Linked DNA regions of Mus musculus: all the other regions are linked to region 3. The links are chromatin contacts, called in public Hi-C and promoter capture Hi-C maps. All regions are on one chromosome and are shown on one strand. The core of a region is the stretch at or near the end of the contact, and the rest is flanking DNA. Distances in the headings are between cores, read along the strand shown.

Region 1 (4,778 bases), core at 557-3,056, 480 kb after region 3:
TAAGGACGGAGGCTCAGCAAAGGAGGCTGTGGATAGAGCTTTAGCACTTGGACCCCCTCCCCACAACAAGAATGCAGCATTTTACTAGGGTGGGTCAGAGCAGAGGCGATCCCTGAGTTCCTCTTCTAAGAAAGGTTTTGCTGTCCTCATCTCCCTCCAACCTGGCACACCAGGACCCCCCTTTCCCGGAGTCCCCCAGCCTCCCACTCAGTCCTGCTTTACCTCTTCTGTGCAACTCCCCACACCTGAGGAGGGAGGGAGGGGGCGTGACTCAGTGGGATAAAGGCAGCTGTTATATTTGAGTGATTACATAAGCCAGGAGGAAGGCAGCTGCAACGTGACTGCACAGAGGCCAGGAGACAAGTCAAGTCTGGGTTGCAAGGCGGGGGTCTCCTCCTGGACTCTGCACACTCTAATCTAGGGCAGAGACAAGTCTTTACAGGACCAGAAAGCAACCATTGTGCACAGGTTGCAAAGTCCTCCCTATGTCTAGGCACTTAAGGAAGGGTCTACCCCACCCCACCCCACCCCACCCCCCAAAACTAGCTCTCAGGTTTCTAGACAACCTAAGGCCAGATTCTGATGAAGCTGTAGAACCTGCCAGGGACTCCTCTTCAGCAAGGAAGACACAAATGAGAAAAGGGTACCTGCCAGGACGGGTTGTCCCAAGCCTATCTGTCCTTGGTAGGCCACTCTCTGGCCACCCTGGGTCTCCCAAGGGTGAAGTGAGAGAACACACGAAGCCTTGGCACAGCAGGTATTCCATATCCTCACTGGCAAGGCAAAGGGCTAGTTGGGGGTTTCACAGGGAGTCCAAACTCACATTGAGCTGACTTCTCTGCCCTGAGTAAACTGACATGGGTGGCCAACTATGAAGTCTGTGGGGCCCTAGGCAAGCCCCTGAGCTCTGTTGGTGTTTGCAGTATCTTTCCTGCAGTGTCCAGGGAGCATCAGAGCCTTCGTTCGAGTCCTGCAGCCCACAGTGCAGTGAGTCAAGGAGGGGTAGGACTAGAACAGGTTGCAGGCAGATGCGGTGACCAGCACTGGGCACCAGCACAAGGCCCACAGCCATCAGGCCCATGGGGTTCCTCCTACGCACCCCCCCAAACCCCGGAGGAGGAAGGCTGTGCCCACCCAGACTGTGTTGCCATGACGCTCACTGGTCTCCATGGTTCCAGGCACACAGCCCTCCCCTCATCAAGAGGAGGGCTGAAGGTGACAGGAGCTGAGGAGATGTGGGTTCCTGGCACCCCCTCCTAGTCTATCTCTCTGCCTGGATCCTTGGGGTTCCTCGACTTGAACCTCCGGGAGACAAAGCAGAGAAGAATGACAGTTTCCACTTCAGAGTCAAAAGAGTGACAAAGAGGGGACTTATGCATAGAAGACAGTCAAGATTGCAGGGGAGTGGCAGAGGGGGGAGGGAGGGCGGAATGGCAAGAGGGAGGGCACACTCAAGTCACCAGGCAGAGTGCCTCCCAGCTGATAAGGAGTGGGAGGTACAGTCCTCAGGCCCAGCTCTTTGGTCTGTGGGTGGGGGTGGGCGGACAGAACAGAGGAGGAGGAGGTGGGGGAGGGGCAGCAGCAGGAGGGAGAACAATTTTCCTAGAGAGCTCTTTGTGTGTGGATGTCCCTCCTCCACGTGCTCTGTGTGTGTGTGTGTGTGTGTGTGTGTGTGATGCACTTGAGTTATGGCAGTGCAAGCTGAGGTGTGCAGGCACGTGTGTGCAGAGCATGAGTGTGTGCCTGTGGCCTGTGTCACTGTGTCTCCAGGGTGATAAATACAGCAGTAGGAGCTGTAACCAGGGCAGAGGAAGTGTGGAAATTTCCACAGGCTGAAAGTAGCATAGAGGAGGGCACATGCCAGGGCCAGTGAGCTCTTCAAGGAGCCATCCCCCTGGTTGGTTAGCTGGGTACAAATCCTCCCCATGTTTTCATAGAACATGGACACTGGGAACAAGAATCCAAAGGCATTCCCTGACAGGAGAGGCAGGGAGATTCTGACCAGCTCTGTGTGGGTGTGGGTGCGCACGTGCATGCATGTGTGTCAGTGAGACAGAAACAGTCACACAGTCTGAGAGTAGGATCTGGGTCATTCAGGTCACTAAGTACTTAAGTAGTAGAAAAGATGCTGTTTTCTGGTAGGGACAAGATCCTAAAGGGCCCATTAGACAGGGATGTAGTCGTGTCTCCTAGGTAGCCAGTAGAGCTAAGACCTGACAGCTAGGGTGTGGAGGGGAGGCCTTAGGGTGTCTGGTGCTGAGGGTGTGAGGCCCTGGGGTTGCATGGGTGTTAAGATCCAGCTACAACAGGTCCTTACTTCAGGCCATCTACATTTGTCTGTCTCTCTTCAGCATCCCCTACCCTCCAGGCTTCAGGACATGAGCCCTTCATGAATCCCTCTGAGCAGCATCCTCTCTCCTCAAGGGTTTCCTCCTCCCCCACACCACTTACTCATCTGCCCCACGTGTGCGGCAAAAGCTCTGCACACAGCAGGTATTCAACAAGTGCTTGGTGAGTGAGGGCTGAACACAGGAAGTAGTCACTAAGTGCTGGCTGAACCTCTCAAGCTCTTCTCCTGTATGTCACAAAGATGTCACTGCGGATATATCTAGGAAGACTAGCAAGGGGCACGGCTGGCACTTCACACTTACCTGCGCCTGCTCATTCAGTGTTCCCAGGAGGCTATCGGGATGCAGCTTAGCTCCAAAGGACAGAGAGCACACAGACGATCAGAGATCTAAGTAACTGTCAAAGCCACGTGGACTATAAAGGATATCTGCCTACCCATCTATGCTTTCCAAAACAGAACTGTGGGCAGGCAGCAATAAGAGCCAGGGGGTAGGAAAGAGGTTCCATGCCCCCTCCAGCCCCAGGGTTAGTACGGAGGTAGCAGGGTCCAGCTTTACCCCCACCTGTCTCACTACAGCCTGTGTACCCAGAGCTCCCTGGAGCCAAGGGTTCCTGGGTCCTCACTGCTGGATATCATGCAGAGTGGGAGGGTTGAAATGAAGGAGCCAGAAGAGAGAAAGGCAGATACCCCAGCCCTCTTCTGCCCCATATCCTACCCTGCCCACTTTTCCCCAACACTCCACCAGCAATGCTCGGTGCCCAGGCTGTGCCCTACTACAGCCTTTTCTCTCAGAGTTCCCTCCCTATTCTCCTCCCCAACATCCAATCCCACCCCCAACCACACTCCTCCAGGAAGTCCTTCCTCCTTCAGGCTCCCACCCCTAACTCTGGGCTCCTCCCATCCCAAGCAACCTAAAGTACCAAGTGCATCCCTCCCTTCTGGCACTGGCTCCAGTATTAGGAATCCTTGAGACAACAGAACCTTCTGCTCTGCCCCCCCCCCCCAACACTGTAGTCACAGGTATTTTTCACGAAGGTTGAGTCTCAATCCTGCAGGGATGTGACCTCACGCCAAGGGAAAGCACTCTACAGTGTCACATAGTGCTGGCTACGGGGAGCGCTCACAAAAGGGGAGAACAGGCTAAGAGCAGGAGGAAAGCTGAGGAGACTCTAATGTCAGGCAGGGAAAGCTGAGAGCAGAGGCTCAGGCTTAGGTTTGCATTCTGTAGGCATTGGGCGAAGGGCTCCTCTCATGTCCTAGAGCCCAGGAGATCAAAGCAAAGCACCTCTACTGTGCTGTCTTACAACACATCACTAGTTGCTGGCCAGAGGCAGGGCTGAGTGGTCCAGCTGGCAGAAGAACAAAGCCAGATCCAGGAATATCACTGGGAGGGGAAGGAGAGGAGGGAGGGAGGAAGTGTTGCAGGTGTAGGGAGGGTTAGGAGGTGTTACACAGACCCTGCTCAAAATTTGCAACTATGAGTGGTCCATGACTGCCCCCTAGTGGCCAAATGCAGCTCCCCTCTGGCTAATCCCTAAACCAGAGTAATGACAGTGCCAGACCAGCAGAGGGCACCTCTAGTTGTACCCTCTTCCTTGGTCTCTGGGGTTGGTGGACAGTAGATCAAGTTCAGGGAGGAAGCAGCTCTTGGGCACATAAGCCCTCTAGCCATGTCCTGCCTGGAGGACATGATAATTTGGCTTGGAGCAGCTCCCTGAAGATAGGACAAAGGGATGGGGACCGTAGCTTGTGCAACAGGTTAGTAGAGCTCAAGGATCGTGTGCTGTCTCCTGGCAAACACCCAGGACACATGTCCAGGTGTACATCCAGGTCCCCACTGGGGCCACCTACTTGGTAAGCCAGGACTGAGGTGCCAGGCCTATGGCTAGGACCTGTGGCATCAAGAACTGACAGGAAGGCACAGCCGGGGTTCAGAGCTTTATAGGTGATGGGGGGGTCACAGATGGCACAGGTACCCCAGTCTTATCCAGCTCTGCTCTGCCCCTTTCGAGGCTAAGGACAGGACACCAGCAAGTCTGCTCACTAAGCCTTTGAGATAGGGTGGCAATGAGACTCCAGAGAAGGCAGAAGCTTAGCACTTTCCCAGAAGTCTCCAGTCTGTCTTTGAGTAGCTGGTGACCTCTGTAGGTCAGCACTTCCCTCTGAAGGCGATGCCCTGTGATGTGAGAGGCAGACTCCACTCTGGAAGCACACGCATAGTGCCCAGGGTAAAGCCCCCTTCACAGTCCTCCAAAGCTTGTGGTATGCACTGTGGCCTCGTGTCTCCAGCACGAGGCTCTGAGTAGCTGTGCCGGGGTCACTAACACAGATCTAGGCCCCAGCTCAGATGGTTGCAGGGACCGGGACTCAGACTAGCTGGGGTCTGCCTTGTCCTGAATCAGAAATTCCATAGCCTGGCTGTACAGTG
Region 2 (4,745 bases), core at 1,638-4,137, 370 kb before region 3:
AGGTATGGTGTCTTGTGGCCTGTAGTCCATCCCTTGAGTAGTGGAGGCAGAAAGATCAAGACCTCAAGACCAGCTTCAGCTACTTTTTAAGTTTAAGGCCAACCTAGGCTACTAAGTCTAAAGAAAGAGAAAGACAGGGAGAGTCAGAGGGATAGAGGAGAGGGAGGGAAGAAGAAAGAACAGTATAGAAGGGGTAGCTTTAACAGCAAGTAAAACTCATGTGTTCTGTGGACACAGAGGACTTGGAAAGACTCTGCACAAATCCTGGCTATAGCAACAGTTTCACTCCAAACCCTTTGCAGAATCTAGGGTAGAAGCCACTTCTTTGAAGAAGAAAGAAAAGTCCCTGCCTGAGCCAAAGTTCCATAGTGACCCAAGTAGACAAGCTACCAAAACAATACAGGTAGGAAGGACACCCACATTCCCACAAAAACGATAGGCATTCCTAACACATAGAGTCCCTGAGACTTTCCTCCCTGGAATATAATTACTACAACGATGGAAGCCAATTTCTGAACTAAGAGGAAATAAAGATGAAAAGAGAGGCCTTTATGGCGTAATCTAAACAGTCAGTCCTCAAAGATAGGACGTTTGAGGAATGTCTCCACAGACTCATCCTGAGGGATTCCTGAGGAATGCTGGAATGCTTCTCTACCTTAGGCAAAACACACACACACACACGACCTACAGTCAACTTCCTAAAGGCTTGCTAATGCCTAAAACTCGAAGCTGCATTCTTTTAGTTTAGATCTGACATACCAAACAGCTCTCAGAAAGATTGATTTTATGTCATACACACATATTCTGAAGTGAAAACAAGAGGATAAATGATCAATTATAAACCAGGATGTCTGTCACTGGGACTGCAGAAAGACTACTCAGGGTTACTTCACAGTTCAACCAATTTTTCCATTCATAGCCCAATGGGGGGAAACAAATTTAAGCTAAGTTTCAGAGGCCTAGGAGATTTCCTATGGAGATGCAGGAATGACCAATCCTAAAAGCAACAGCCCTAACTCCATGCTTGTATAAGGGACAGTCCTGGCCTCACCTACAAATCAGCCCTTGAAACACCTAAAATTTCAGACAACCAAGTCAAAAAAGCTGAAAGAGGGCAGCCCAAGAAAAAGTCTACCACTAATGCAATCCATAAAAGACTTCACCGCCATATTTTATATTCTTTCCCTGCTTGTATCAGCAGATACCCACTGAGACATCCCCTCTCTGAACTTGCCTATCCTCAAACACCCTAACTAGTCTTCTGTCCCCAACCCTTCAGGCTACAGTCTGGGGCAGATTGTAGTGACAGGGTGTGAAAAACAGAAAAAGAGAACTGGTGAGCTTCTAAACTTTGTGTAAATTAATTGTATTTTTTTTAAAGGTTCCTTTCTACTGCAAAAGTATTGGCCAGAGCTACTACTGCTAAACAAAGCTCTGTAAGTATACAGGGAAAATAAGGACAGATTAAAAATAATAACATGGAATCCTTACTCTCATCAGTCAGAAGAAACGGATTAAGTCAACAAGTGGTCCCAGGATTTTTTATTACCGAGAAGTCAAGAAAGGGCCATTTAAGTCCCTAGTGGTAAACAGGATTCCATCTAAGGACTTGCTTTGATATTTCACATGGGCACAAGCAAAAGACAGATTTCCTAAGGGAAAGGAGGGACTACGGTGGTTCTCACGGTGGTTAGAACAGAAAGGCACACCTGAACACCAAGCTGTAGAAAAACAGACCCAGCCCTGCCCTGATCTTCCCTGCCCATCCCGAGTGGCCTCAACCCACCATTGCCACACACCCCCTTATACCTCAAGTGATAAAACTGGCTAAAAGGAATTTTAACATCTGAGAAGGCTACTCTTCCAGACAAGAAGTCCTGAATGGGGCCTCAACCTTACTGATCTAAAAAGTCAAGGTGTCCCCATGAGGCTTCTCACTACCTTCCGGAGGAGGGATAAGGAAAGTTGCTCTGGGGAAATACTAACATTAGGCATGACTACTACACGAAAGAACTTCTTGGACTACTGAGACTACACAGTGTTATGGTGTATCTCACATGTGCGGAGATTCCAACGTGCCCACTTCGGGCCACTCAGTCTTGAGTCAATCAAGCCCCCAGCCCAGTCCAGCCCGCCGCAAGGCCTTCTTTACCTGCTTCGGTAGACTCTTCAGAAGTCGCCCCGGAGCTAGCTCCTGTATTCTTTTCACTGTGACTATGGCTGAGACTCTGGCCCTGATGCAGAAGGAGCCCCCAAAGAAGCCACAGGGCAAGACGGGCGCACACATCCATGACGGTAGGTCTCAGTCAACATGCGCCTGCTGTAGACACCTTTGGATCCCAGAAGCAAATCCCAGAGTCAGGGAGTGCAGCCGACGGTTCCAAAGCAAGATGCCCTCGCGGCGCCGCAGCTGTCCAGCCACCTGCGGGCTTACCTCCTCCGATAAGCGAAGGTCAAGTGCCCCAAGTTTGGACGCAGAAGGATCGGAGTCTCCGGTCCAACTGTAGGTCCGCCGGGGCTGCGGCGGCGGCCTGAGCTCTATCTGCTTCCGGAGAGTTTGAGCAGGGTGGCTGCGGGGCCGCTGTCAGCTCCGCAGCCTGCTGCACCCCTGCGGGAGGAGGCGGGCAGAATCTCCCGCCCGCACTGAGGTGGGGGAGGGAGAGAAGAGAGGAGAGAAGGGGGGCACCTGACCTCGCCCCGAGAAACAGCGGTGAGCCTCAGCAGCTAGGGCTTCGGCGTGCGACCTACAGGCCCCAGCAGACACGGATGTCTCCGGGATCCTAAGACTCCTAGGCCGAGGTCAGCGCCCCCGCCGGGTCCGGTACCTCTGCGGCTCCTGGTGCCCCGGTGCAGCAGGCGGACGCGCACGGGCCAGGCCCGGGACAGCGGCTCCCGGGAGGGCGGGAGGGCGGGAGGGCGGCACGGGGCGGGCCCGAAGTGGGCGGGGGCGTGCTCTACCGCCGGCCCGCCCCGCGCCGCCCGGCCCCCAGCGAAGCCCGGGCCCGCCCCAGAGCCGGCTTATCCCGGAATAACCTGTTGGAGAGCGCCCGCCAGAGCCCCCCGCAACTGGCGGGGTCTCTTGGGGACCCTGCCTGCGCTGGTGGTCGTCAGGACCGCGGCCCCGCGACAAGGATGGGGCCTCGGCCTCTGCCGTGCGCACCCCAGCCTCCAGCTCTAACGCCCGCCCGCAGGCGGGCCCCTGACACGCAGTTGCTCAGGTAACTCAGGCCTGCGGCGGCGGTGACAGCTACTGCCCTGTCCGGATCTCCGGGCCGCAGCGCTGCTCTCCGGACTCCACTGTAAAGTCAGGTTGGACAGAAACTCCGCACTAGGATGACAAACCTGGAGCCGCCTGGGGTGACTATGGTCCTGCTAGGTTTGGCCAAGGGGCGCGCTCCCAGCCCCCAACTCCCGACTCCCAGGCTCCGCCCTTTCGACGCGCCTCGCAGCCAATCGGCTTCCGCCTCTCAATAACCCGCGCCTCCGGTCTCCCGTACGCAGCGGTCCCTGGTGGCCACATCTAAGTACTGCAAAAGGACTAGTTCCTAGGTGGCCCTGACCCTTTCTAGAGGGTTACTGAAGGGAAGGGAAGCCCCTAGTCAAGCCCTTTAGAGGCTACAAGTGTTTAAAGAAGAAATTGTTCCAAAAAGCAGAATGAAATGCCCATCCCACTGTAGGTAAAACGTCACCTGTACGTAGCCTAACAGGTCTATCTGCTTTCCTAACACCCTGCCCGTCCCTGATCTACATCCTATGCCCTTGTGTAGCTCTTGCAACCCACCTCTCAGGCCCCACCCTCTTGAGGTTTGTGGGGTAAAGCCCGTGATGGTTCCTCCCATCTCATTCTCCTATCTCTCTGATTCCGTTAGAGGAGATGGTAGCGACTTGAGAATAAGTGCCCCAAAAACAGAGAACCCCGCCCAGGCTTCCTTTAGCAAAGCCTATACTTCCTGTTCTCTTCTCAAGCGTACTGTCAGCAGATCTTTACCGAAACCTCCGTGCCCTACCCCTGTCCTTGGCACCGGAGGCAGGAGACTGGATTAGGCCCAGTCCCTCTTCTGACAGTGATAAACCAGCTCCTGTTATGAGTGAGCCCTTTGAAGACCAGAACACGGATTTGCCCAACAGCTGCCTGGCTTAAGGGTTAGGCTGTTGATATAAAAATACATGTCAGACGTCATCTACTATCACTCTCTCCACTCTGTTAATCTCCCATCACACTGGCCTTTTTTTTTTTTCTTGTGGTGTGTGTGTGTACACTTTTACAATATCAAACCCAGAACCTCAGACACGATAAACAAGCACTCTATTCGCCACGCTAAACATGGACCTTCAGGAAGTTCCCAAACACATCAAACAGGCTTCAGAGCATTTGTGTCTGTTGTTTCTTCTACCGAAAACCTTCCTCACCCTACTTCCCCACCCGCTCCCCACCAATAAACTTAACCTCTTGTTATTCTAGATATTGTTGAATAACTCCTTAGAAGGTTCAACCTAAGGCTGACAATATGGTTTAGTGGGTAAAGAAGCTCACCACAAGCCGGGCGCGGTGGCGCATGCCTTTGATCCCAGCACTCGGGAGGCAGAGGCAGGCAGATTTCTGAGTTCGAGGCCAGCCTGGTCTACAGAGTGAGTTCCAGGACAGCCAGGGCTACACAGAGAAACCCTGTCTCAAAGAAAGGCAGACAGAAAGACAGGAAGGAGGGAGGGAGGGAGCAAGGAAAGAAGGAAGGAGGGAGGGAGCA
Region 3 (4,184 bases), core at 1,363-3,862:
CCTCATCATCTTCATCATCCTCTTCTTCCTCATCATCGTAGTGCTGGTAGAGCAGAAAGATTCTGTAGGCCTCAGGGCGCCTGGACCAGGTCAAGAGCTGGCCAACTTGGAGCTTCCACCTTCCCAACCTTGCCTGCCTTGAGTCTGGCAGGCTGCTGCATGACCTGAAGGTCCTTAGTACTAGGCACAATGCATAGCCCCTCAGGTTCCCACGTTTTCTGTCTTCCCAGATTGAAAACCACAATTGTACTGAGCCAAAAGTAAGGCCATTAAAGTAAAGCCTTGTTCTACTGGGCTTCACATAGGCCCCACCCACAGGAACCACTCACCTCTGAGGCCGGCTTGCCAATTGGTACCAGGTTGTTGTCTTTCTCTGCGATGCTTTGGAGCTGTGGGCAAAGGAGTAGGGGGGAAAGTAGGGCCAAGGCACAAGCAGGGCAGGTCAGGGGCATTGGACTGGCTTCCCCTACCCCTGAAGAGACCCCAAATGTTGAAACAAAGCTTCTCCCCCCAGTTCTCAGGAAGATGCAATCTCTCTCCTGTCATCTGTTCCTTATAAAATTGATAGACATATGGAAAGTCTTTGGGCCTCTGTTTTTTTTTTTCATATAATTCTGGTGAAAGTGAAATTATTAAGTTCTGTGATGTATAGAAAAGATCCTAGGCTGTCAGGGGCTTGACATCTATCTAATCTACCCCCGAAATCCTATGGTCCCTCAGCGAGTTAGGGTGCCACAAAATAAGAACTTTATCCCCCAAAACTCAGCTTGACTATTCCCCACAGAGGAACCTTTTTCTAAGCAGGTCTCCAGCGTAAGGCAAGCTCACGGCCCGGTGGTAGACCTCCATGCTGCACTGGGTCCTCACTCACCCAGGCCTGATGCTGCTGCTCCTGCTGCTGCAGCTCTGTCTCCTCCACACAGGGTCGGTCCAGATTAAACCACAGTGTCTCAGTCACACGAGGGAAGAGTGACGGGAACAAGGTGGACATGGCTCCTAAGCTGAGGGAAAGGGTCACGTGAATATGTTTTGTTTTGTTTTGATGCAGTTGAAATTTGATTTAGGGATAGGGTGGATTGGGTGGGTAGCAGAGAAGCTGCCCTGCCCTCTTGAAATCAGACAGACCTGAGTTTGAGTCCTGGCTCCATCACTTACTAGCTCTTTGATTTTGGCCAATACACTTAACCTCTCTGGGCCTCAGTTTCCTCATCTGTAAGAATGGGGATAATTAAAATTATATCATCCTCAGTTATTACGACAAACAAAGAAAATAATGAGTAAAGCTGTATGTTGCTTAAAGAGAGAAGAGACTGGGAGCCAGAGATGGAATGTGGCATTGTGATTATGCACAAGATTAGCAATAGCAGAGATCTAGTAAAATTCATTTTAAATACACACACACACACGCACCACAAAACTTATTTTTTGCTCTTTTGATTCATGTCACATCCAACCAGTGCAAAATGGTGTGGACATGAACCACCTCTCTCACCAACCAGTCAAACTGCAGTACACACAACCAAGGATAAAAGAAATTCTCAGAGGGATGAGTAAATAACAAACAAATGAAGAATGAACTAACATGGAAGAGAACAAAATCAACTCTGTGGGCTGAAGCTGCTGACCAGGAAGGTCACCAAGAAGCTGAACTAAAACGCCCTGGCTCACAAACCCAGTGACATGTAGAGCTTGACTTTGGCCACACACTCGATGGGGGCTTAAATCCTACGCAAGGCAGGGATCCTGGCCCAGCACTGTAGGAAGGGCACAGGAAAAAATAGAGTTGGTGTCTACCTTGGTGTTTCCCCCTATTTTTAGTAAATGAAACAGGGTTACAATATTTAGCCCTGACTGTCGTGGAATTCTCTATATAGACCAGGCTAGTCCCAAACTCACAGAGCTCCGCATGCCTCAGCCCCCGGATGCTGGGATTAAAGGCGTATACCAGCCCCCACACCCGGCCCTACTCTAGCTTTTGTTCCAACTTAATTTGACCCACGCAGAACTAGACGCTGTCATTCCCTAGACCAAAGCCCCCCCAGGTCCGTGTGATGGGGGAAAAAAAAAAAGGCGCGTCCACCACGATCCCGAAAGCACTGACAGATTTTATATACTAAAATTCTACCCACCACCGCCCATTCTTTGCTCATTATGATAATGACTGCGAGATTGACCAACAGGAAGGAGGCAGGGGCGGGTCTCCGTCAGGATTTTGACCTTATAGGGATGCTAATCGCAAAATGCGCGCGGCCTGGCCGAAGCCAATTAACTGCAAGAAATGCTGGGTGACAGGAAGTGAAACCAATGCATGACGGACCATGTGCGATGGGTGGGGCTTAGACTCTAGGAAACGGCCAGTGAGCAGGATGTCTTTAAGAGTAAAAATGGGGAAAATGAACTGCTAGGGAAGCGAGTCAAAGGAACTGGGTTTCTCTGGAAGCCGGAAGAAAGAACAAGCAAGGAAACGGCAGCAGTCTCGTTTCCGCACTTACCGCGCCAAGAGCCGGCAGCCGGCGGCGACCCGGAAGCGTTTCCCCAGGTCTGAGCGGAAGAACCCACCAGAATCCGGGACTCACTAACGCATGCGTCTTGCGTCTCCTTTTGTTTCCCGCTTCAACACCGAGCCGGAAGTGATGTTGATGTACTTTAGTTACGTACTAGTTGGGGGAGGACCCTCGCTTGCCCCGCCTACCTGTCAGCTCCTCCTTGAATCTCCAGCGGCAGGGTTTCTCCAGGCTAGCCCCTCGCCTGCGTTCGACTAGTCCCGCCCTCCTGCCACTCGGCGGTGTTTGCGTGTTAATCTCCTCGAAATAGTATGGTTTCCAGAAATGTTCGCTTGTGTGGATGCCGTGTGTGCTGCTGCGTTCCAAGAAACATCTGTTTCTTCCCTTCTGTTCTCTCAGACTCGGTTTTCTGTTTGAACCCTTCTCCTCCTCCTCCTCCTCCTCCTCCTCCTCCTCCTCCTCCTCCTCCAACTCCTCCAAGATCTATTTATTATATGTAAGTACACTGTAATTGTTTTTCAGACGCACCAGAAGAGGGCATCAAATCTCGTTACGGATGGTTGTGAGCCACCATGTTGCTGGGATTTGAACTCGGGACTTTTGGAAGAGAAGTCAATGCTTTTAAGCGCTGAACCATCTCACCAGCCCCTCTTTTCTTCTTTTTTAATTTTGGTTTCTCGAGACAGGGAACTCAGAAATCCACCTGCCTCTGCCTCTGCCTCTGCCTCTGCCTCTGCCTCTGCCTCTGCCTCTCTGCCTCCCAAATGCTGGGATGAAAGGCATTCGCCAGCACTGCCCGGCATCCATTCTTTTCTTTCTGAGAGGATACCTTGAACATGCTAGACAAGCCTCTGTCATGGAACTACATCATATTCATAATATTTACTTTTCTTTTTTGAGACAAGGTTTCATTGCGTATTCCTAACTGGCCTGAAATTCACTATCTAGACCAGGTTGGCTTCGAAGTCTTCCTGTTGGTATTAAAGCTGTGTAACACCACGCTGGCCTCTTTTTTATCTATTTAAAATTTTATCTTATGTATATGTGTGTTTGAACATCGTGTGTGTGTGTGTGTGTGTGTGTGTGTGTGTGTGTATGCATGTGTATGTATGTGTAGGCCCAAGAGTGATGCTGGGAATTTTCCTCAATTGCTCTTCTATCTTATTCTTATTCAATACCACAAGTCCCTGCTATCGCTGGTCTGACTATCCAGGTTCTCTGAGAATTCTCTGTCTTTACAGAAATTACAGGCTGGTTGCCATAACCATCCAGCAATCATGTGGGTTCTGAGGACCCAAACACCAATCCTGGCTTCTTTTACAACAAGCACTTTAACCCCTAAGGTATCTCCCCAGGCCTGTACATTCTTTGTCTACGCTGTTTCTTCTGTAACTAGCATGATAATCTGCCTGGTTTTCCTCCTGTTCTTGGCTCTGGTGAAGAGTGATGAGATAGAACTGTTCAAGAGGTTCCGTATGTGCTTCCTATCAAATCTGATTGTATGGCCCAAGAGGTCAGCTTCAGCTTCAAACGTTTTCAAACGTTAGCAAGCTCTGCTTATTAAAATTGTAGCACTCAGGGACCTGAGACAAGAGGATGTGAAGTTCAAGATTAGACTGGGCTATGTAGCAAGCTCAATGCCAGCCTGAAATGTATAAGCCCCTGTCTCTCACAAAAACA

The links. A called contact is a pair of places that touch in the nucleus more often than the background predicts. Capture Hi-C pulls out chosen DNA fragments and counts their contacts.
Region 1: a contact with region 3 is called in a Hi-C map of cortical neurons, with 6 times the contacts expected there. The contact joins the enhancer-like site here to the promoter of Anapc15 in region 3. A contact is called at or near these places in 2 of 39 promoter capture datasets (hippocampal neurons and liver), 2 of 484 Hi-C or Micro-C datasets (cerebral cortex and cortical neurons), 2 of 115 datasets of contacts at active chromatin or transcription factors (acute myeloid leukemia and forebrain) and 1 of 9 other capture datasets (macrophages).
Region 2: a contact with region 3 is called in a promoter capture Hi-C map of adipose tissue. The contact joins the promoter of Stim1 here to the promoter of Anapc15 in region 3.

Annotation. Positions count from the first base shown.
Region 1 is chr7:101,412,084-101,416,861 of GRCm38.p6, reverse strand. It overlaps Arap1 (ArfGAP with RhoGAP domain, ankyrin repeat and PH domain 1), which reads right to left. Exons shown (of 34, transcript NM_001040111.1): 34 at 4,276-4,778. Among named protein-coding and RNA genes, the nearest start is that of Pde2a, 37 kb to the left of the region's middle. Within about 2 kb of position 1,806, at least 52 of the 459 cell types and tissues checked have an H3K27ac peak or open chromatin away from gene starts, as enhancers often do. A contact at or near this core is called in cerebral cortex, cortical neurons and forebrain, where this site is marked.
Region 2 is chr7:102,265,961-102,270,705 of GRCm38.p6, reverse strand. Stim1 (stromal interaction molecule 1) reads right to left here and starts at 2,887. Exons shown (of 12, transcript NM_009287.5): 1 at 2,153-2,887. The coding sequence starts at 2,291.
Region 3 is chr7:101,894,759-101,898,942 of GRCm38.p6, reverse strand. Anapc15 (anaphase promoting complex C subunit 15) reads right to left here and starts at 2,612. Exons shown (of 6, transcript NM_027532.4): 1 at 2,493-2,612; 2 at 1,126-1,210; 3 at 872-1,001; 4 at 330-389; 5 at 1-43. The coding sequence starts at 1,148.